Regions from separate parts of the Ovis aries genome. Here region 2 is linked to region 1. A link is a contact called in public Hi-C data. All regions are on one chromosome and are shown on one strand. The core of a region is the stretch at or near the end of the contact, and the rest is flanking DNA. Distances in the headings are between cores, read along the strand shown. Region 1 holds the start of MMP17 (matrix metallopeptidase 17). Region 2 has its middle 36 kb from the start of ADGRD1.

The links. A called contact is a pair of places that touch in the nucleus more often than the background predicts.
Region 2: a Hi-C map of tail adipose tissue shows a contact between it and region 1, with 6 times the contacts expected there. The contact joins the enhancer-like site here to the promoter of MMP17 in region 1. A contact is called at or near these places in 4 of 16 Hi-C or Micro-C datasets (hypothalamus, muscle and tail adipose tissue).

The regions. Positions count from the first base shown.
Region 1 is chr17:45,311,934-45,315,516 of ARS-UI_Ramb_v3.0, reverse strand. It overlaps MMP17 (matrix metallopeptidase 17), which reads left to right and starts at 2,015. Exons shown (of 10, transcript XM_027956387.3): 1 at 2,015-2,261. The coding sequence starts at 2,118.
Region 2 is chr17:46,301,763-46,305,414 of ARS-UI_Ramb_v3.0, reverse strand. No RefSeq gene overlaps it. Among named protein-coding and RNA genes, the nearest start is that of ADGRD1, 36 kb to the right of the region's middle. Within about 2 kb of position 2,219, at least 5 of the 54 cell types and tissues checked have an H3K27ac peak or open chromatin away from gene starts, as enhancers often do. A contact at or near this core is called in tail adipose tissue, where this site is marked.

The sequences.
Region 1 (3,583 bases), core at 766-3,265:
CACACAGCCCCACCACGAAGTGACACGCTCCCCCGACGTGTCCTGCACTATTCCCCAGCCACCATCTGGACCTATGTGGGGAGAACCATGTCTGCCTTCAGGCTCTGCTTACGCTTGTGACCCTAAGCCACTGCCACAAGCCCTCGCTCTTCACCATTCTCAGTGCCTCCTAGAGCCATTCAGTCAGCATCCCTCTCAAAGTTCTCCAATGCAGGAAGAACTCTGTTACACCATGGGGTTGACTGCTCTAGCATCTCTTTGGTGCCCCTTGATCCAGCCCTTCCTGCTACCCACCCTCCTCTACTGTGATGTCAGCATCTCAAGTTTCCTTTAGATGGCAATTTCCCCTTCCTCCCCACCACCAGGGCAGGCGGTTCTACTCACTTCCATCCCCTGACCACAAGGTTGGTTCAGGGCTGGGCACATGGTCCACAGCATCCAATGAGAGATGGCCTCAGAACTGTGGCTTAAGAGTCAGTCTGCTGGGTTTGCTAAACTGCCTTTGCTGCCATTTGGAGAAATGTTGCCTGAGGATGAAGCCAACACAGAGATGGAAAAAGAAACCGTATTCTGATCACGTCTTTGTGCAACTTGATCCAGCCCTGCCTGACGTCAGTGTGCTCCGAAATGCCCCAGTTTACTGAGCCTATAGATTTCCTTTCCCTGACCAGAGCCAGTGTGAGCTAGGTTTTTGCCACTAGCGCTTGAGCAAAGTTGGGGGGTATGCCTGTGAATGGTCAGGGAAGGGTCCTTGCTGAATCTGATCTCAGCAGAACAATATAATGGTCTTCTGAGCAGGTGCAGAGTCTCCATGCTCCAGAACAGGCCACTGAGGCTCTGAGAGTAAGGGTGAGGGTTGGCGGGGAGTAGGATAAGCAAGACCTTCCCAGAGGGGAGCCAGTAGGGAGGGGACTCTGCCCTGAAACCCAGACCACACTTCAGTGGAGGGGCCACCGCTTCCCTCAGACTGGGGGACGTGGGTTCAGAAGTGCCTGGGCCTCTAGAACTGGACCACAATCGACAGCAGGAGCTGAGAGTGGGGGTGGGGCGTGGGAGGGGAGAGGTTGTAGGAATTGTAACTGAGGTGTAGGGATATTTACATTGGAACCTTGGCCCCCACATGCCCTGGGGATCCTTTGATCCTTTGGCTCTGTGACCTCCCACAAGTTAGTTTATTCCTCTGAGGCCTCAGTTTCCTCATTTGAAAAATGGAATGATAGTTTCTATCTCGAAAGATGTTGTGAGAAGTAAACGGGTATATACGGTAGGCGATTAACTAGTGCACGGCACACACTAACCTCTCAGCAGACTTCAGCTACTAACATTGCCCTCCCCACATCCTCAATAAGCGCAACCCCGGGTCTTCGCTGACCCCCAGTAGCTCCCAGACCCCACCAGAGTCGGTCCCACCGCCCCAGCTCTCATCCCAGCCCCTCCCAAGATCCCCCCGCCCTAGCTTCACCGCAACCCGGCTCCTCCCCCTCGCCCACCCCCCGACCCCCTCTCGGTGCCCACCCCTACGCCGACCCCTCCCATTCTCGCACCTTGCCCCTCACCCGACCCCCACCGCTCAAGCCCACCCAGCCCCCACCTCCTTTCTACCACGGTGCAAAGGCTCCCCCAAGCGTTCGCCGGGCGCTGTGCGGCTGCCGCTCCGGGTCCCCACCAGTGACCGCGAATCCGTGCTCAGCTCGAGGTCCGCGTTCGCGCAGTCTGAAGGGAGAGGACGGGTCCGTCCCCCGGCGGGCGGCCCCGAGCTCCGGACTCTGTGCTCCCGCCAGCAGGCCTCCGCTTCCCCCGGGGCCGTCTGGGGACACTTGAGAAGTGCCTTCCTTCGGGCCGCTACAGCCAAGGTGCCCGTGTGGATTCGCCGGGCGGGGGCGTGTGCGGAATCTGAGCATCCTCTCGGGGGCGCGGGACTCTGGCTGGAGCGGGACGCGGACCCTTTAAGGAGGGGCGGGGCGAGCGCCGCCGGCGGTCATTAGCATATATTAGCATGTCCCGCCCCGCCGCTGGGAGGCGGCGCTGGGCTCAGTCGGGCTGGGAGCCGGGCGCGGGCGCGGGGCGCACGGGCGCGGGGGAACTGCCACCGCTGCGCCGCCCGCCCTTTGAGCGCGATGCGGCGCCGCGCCGCCCGGGGACCCGGCCCGCCGTTCCCCCGGGCCGGGGTCCCGCCGCTGCCGCTGCTGCTGCTCGCGCTGGCCGCTCGTGGGGGCTACGCGGCGCCCGCGCCCCACGCGGAGGACCTCAGCCTGGGAGTGGTGAGTGTGCGGCCGGGAGGCGGGCTCCCGCGGCCCGGGGAGACCCCATCAGGGCGCCTGCGGGAACCCGGACGCCCTGGACCCATTTCCTGGGCAGGAAAGCTGAGGCTGGGTCGTAGGCTGAGTGTCTGACGCGCGCCCACCCGGATCTGGGAGAGGCGCGCTGGGTCCCTCCTGGGCTGCGTGCGCCGGGAGCCCGCCGCAGTCGCAGGAACCCTCGGAGGTTGGCGGCTTACCTGGCCGAAGCCCTGTCCCCGACTACGTGCAGCCCCAAAGAGGCCCCTGAGGCGGATGGGACAGCAGTCGCAGCCGCCCAGAGCTGGGCATCCCGCGTGCGTTCCCAGTGGGAGTGGCGGGGGTGGGAGGTGCGCACCCACAACAGAGAAAAGGACGGAGCTGCGGAGTGTGGGCGCCCCGGAAAGCTGGTGGTTTCGAGTTTGCTTCGTTGAGGATGTTGAGGAACAAGGGAACCGACCCCCAACCCTCCACTAAGCATGGACCTTGGCCCTATTTCCTGTTCCCTTCCACCCCCAGGACGGCCAGCCTTGCCTTGCCACCCTTGTCCTCGTCCTGAACCTGATGAGGTGTCCCACACAATTCGCAGGCTCGGATGTAGCCCCACCACCTTATCCTGCGCTTCCCCCCGCCCAGTATCAGCTGTGTCCCACTGGCTTGGAAACCATACCGAGGGGCTGCGCAGTGGCCTCTTCCCACGTCCCCTCCCCCGTTCAGTCCGCCAGGCTTGGAGCCTCCTCCTTGGGACTTGGAAGATTTAGATCACACTTTATGAGTCTCCACCCCCAGGCCCGGGGAGGCCAGGTGTGGGCACATGGGGGCTGATGGATTAAGCAGATTCCTTCTGAGGCTTCCACCCTGCAGTTGCCCTCACTTGGGCTCCCTGCCTCTGCACCTGGCCCTCAGTAGTCTCCTAGAAGGGTGCTGGCAGGGCTCCGCTCCCAGGCTATTAGCATTCTCGAGCTCCAGGTGGATTTCAGGCCAGTGCAAGCATTTGGGGGGCATCCACAGCCCCGTGGTTGGCAGGACTTGGCCACAGGTTCTGGGTGAGGAACCGTCTCTGGCCGCCCCCACCCAGCTGCCCTGGTCCCCCTGCAGTCATCTGGGAGGGCACAGCCACAGTCCGTGCTGGCTGCACTCGAGGGACCCCCAGAGCCGCTTCCTCCCAGCCAAACTGCTCTGAAATTCGGGTGCCTTTACCCATCTCTGGGGCTTGGGGTGTCCTGAATCCCCTCTTGGGGTGCAGGCTCTGAGGGCATCAAATCTCTAGGTCTGGGCTGGGTGGCAGTAGAACCAGGCTCTTCAGG
Region 2 (3,652 bases), core at 970-3,469, 990 kb before region 1:
GGACACAACTGAGCCACTGAACAATAACAAAGCGTCCTGTCTCCACAGTAAGCACAGCCTGTCTCTATCCAACAGACTTATCCCTGCAAAATGTGAGCTCAGAACTTGAGGCCCAGGGAACGGAGAGGCGTGAAGGAATCTCCACATGAGGGCAGCAGACAAGCGGGTTTGTCTACTCCCAGGACTGAAACTGCATTGCCATTGAGTCCTTCTGCTGAGATTCTAGACATCTTGGCAGAAACCCTCACAGACAGTCCATATGCACTGTATCCCCACTGTCCAACTTCACTTCTTGTCAATTTCCAGGTGAAAATGACAGATGGAGAGGATGAAGGGCACCTGCTTCCCCCATCTCTCTTGTCTCATCCGGAGCGTGTGCCGGACACCTCCCAGTGCCGCCGTGGATGTTAATTCCCATCCTGACACGTTGCACGGGTCCCAGCGGACACAGAGAAGCTTTACCAGATGGTTAAAGTAATTAAATCCTGAATTAGCTCTGAGGGGGAGCAGAAGAAGCCATCCACTCGAGGGGTGTGGGTGGTTTGGTAGACAGGTGGCCAAGTAAGCATGTGCCGTGGTTCCTCCGGATCTCAGAGGCATGAGGCTGCCCATCCTTTCTAATTCGGGGAAAGAAGCAGCTGGCAAACAGCCCTCTAGAGAGAAGGAAGAAGGCAGTCTTCAGGTGAGACAGCTTCCTGCCAGTGTCGGCATCACAGTGGCGAAGGGGACTCTTTGAGCCAGTGCACGAGCATAGCAGTTTCCTTTCTTATACTTTGTTTGGGTGGAGACAGTGAAGGAGGCTCCAATTTCTCCATAGTCTCAGGGCAGTGAGGGGTCAGCTGGCTTCCCTGAGGGTGTGGTTGATCGAGGTGGACACCATCGTGTGAGCATCCCAGTGGCTCATCCTCTGGCATCTAAGAAAAAAAAAAAAGGCTTGTATATTTCCCTGCACTGAAATCAGAGCCATCAGTTGGGGTCATACATTTCTCATCCTGTCCTGGACTTGGCTCCGGGGTGTAAGGCAGGTGGCCATGAACGTGCTGGTCCTGTGGGACACATGCTGCTTAGGCTGGGTGGCCGGGGAGTGACTGGGGGTCCATGGGGGGGGAGTGCTGCTGGTCCTGTCGGACACATGCTGCTTAGGCTGCGTGGCCGGGGAGTGACTGGGGGTCCATGGAGCAGGAGTGCTGATGGTCCTGTCTCTCCTTTCTTCGAGGGCCCAGGGTTTCCTGTCCTTCGGCGGCCACAGGGCTTTCCACGCATGTGGGTGTGGCTGATGGAAGTGAGTGGATCGAACGTGATGCTTCCAGTCTTGACCTGGGAATCACCCCTCAGCAGCAGCCGTTTCCTCGAGGGCCCGCCTGCTGGCTTGAGAGAGGTCAGTTGGTTGAAGGTACCCTGGTCCTGGTCACCACACAGAGATCTGTGTGAGTATGACCACAATTTGGGGTCTGTGTGAGCTAGAAGTGGTGGGTGGGCATCGGCGATTCTGGATTTGCTTGTTCCTGAAGTTGGCATTGTCTTATCTGACACAGAACCAGGCTGTCTTTTGGGCTTCCAGGTGGCTCAGCGGTAAAGAATCCACCTGCAATGCAGGAGATCCACGTTTGATCCCTGGGTTGGGAAGATCCGCTGGAGGAGGAAATGGCAACCCACTCCAGTATATTTGCCCCTGGGAAATCCCATGGACAGAGGAGCCTGGCAGGCTACAGTCCACGGGGTTGCAAAGAGTAAACAGCAACAACAGCAAGGCTGTCTTTCCGATCAGGGGCCGAGGGGCAGGAGGAGAACCAGCTGGTGGGGCGAGGGGTCATCCACACCGCCTCCAGACTCATGTCGGTAACACCATCGCAGGGTGATTCATGTAACGAAACTGGAACCAAACCGGCCGTCAAGGGGTCACCAAGGCTCACCTCCATGCCTGCCATTTTCAGAGTGGCGGTGTGAGCTCCCCTGCCCTTTCTCCTAGTGGAATCAGGTCCTATCACTGACACTCAGAAATCAGACGCTGCTCATGGAATTCAGCAACGCCTTCACCGGCGCTTCTCTGCCAACACGCACTTCGTGGCCAAATGATGACCAGGCCAGGCTGTTTGGACTGTCGTAAATTTACAAGCCTGTGTTCCTGCCAAGGGCGTGCCGCTTGGCCTCAGCATCCCATCGAGTTGCGGGGAGGAGGGGTGGCCGGCTTGGCTGACAACAGACAAAGTATGTGTAAACATTTTTCCCCTGCTGATATCAAGCATATTAGTCAGGGGTCTTGGTGGGAAGCCAGAGACCGCCCCTGGCTCTCTTGTGCAAAAAGGAAAGTTTTGAAAAGGATGTTGAGGGTTCAGAGTCACTGGGGCGATGAAGGGTGGGGCTTGGAAAATAGAACTGACTAAGGGGGCTTGGGGAGGCTGGCTTGCAGGAAAGGCAGCAAGCCCAGGGTGTGAACCTGCAGTGGGCTTTGTTCCCCAGGATGTGGAGGCCAGGGAAGAAGACCATACTCACAGACTTCCCATGAACCTGCCGTGGTGGGGAAGTAGAGGATTTGTCCTCTTCAGGCTCCAGAGTAGGTATGATGTCACTGCCTATCACATTCATGTATAATGACAAATTCCTCCAAAACAATTAAGAAATTTTCTTTCTGAGAAATACCGTATGACATCTGTTATATGCAGAATCGAACAGAAATGATAAAATGAACTTATTTGTGAAACAGAAAGAGACTCACAGACTTAGAGAAGAAATTTATGGTTGCTGGGGTGAGTGGAGGGAAAGGATAGTTAGGCTGTTTGGGATGGATATGTACACATGGCTATATTTAAAATAGATAACCAACAAAGGGTCTTCCCAGCGGCTCAGTGGGAAAGAATATGCCTGCCAGTGCAGGAGATGCAGTTTTGATCCCTGGATAGGGCAGATCTCCTGAAGGAGGGAACGGCAACCTATTCCAGTATTCTTACCTGGAAAATCCCATGGGTGGAGGAGCCTGGTGGGCTACAGTCCAGGGGATCACAAAGAATCGGACACGACTGAACACACATACACCGCAACCAGCCAGGACCTGCTGTATAGCACAGGGAACTCTGCTCGATGTGATGTGGCAGGCTGGATGGGAAGGGAGTCTGGGGGGGAATGGGTACAGGTATATATATGGCCGAGTGGCTTTGCTGTTCACCTGAATCTATCTATTACAGCTTTGCTATACTCTCCAATATGAAATAAAAAGTTAAAAAAAAAACTCACACAAGAAATTTTTTCTTTCTTTCCCGTGGAAAAGCCTAGATAAGGGTTGGTGATGCTCTTCCATGAGGAGTTTCAGGGATGCAGGCCCTTCCAACTTGAGGCTCAGAATGCTCTGCCTTCAAGCAAAGAGCACAGACAGGAACCCCAGAAAAGCTTGGCCTGTATGGGAGCAGGGGAATGTAGGACACGCGTCTCTTCTTATCATCACAGTCACAGAACTGGTGATGTCACTCAAAGAGATGCTAGGAAACAGAAGCAAAAGGATGCAGGTGAACTGTCGATTAAACAAATATACGCAACCTAAAAGTTGAGAGTTAGGTTTTATTTGGTGGAAATGTTAGGACTCAGCCCAGGAGACAGTATCTCAGGTGACCCCAAGAGAGCTGACTTCAAGGAAGCTGGGGAGGAGCCAGACTATATA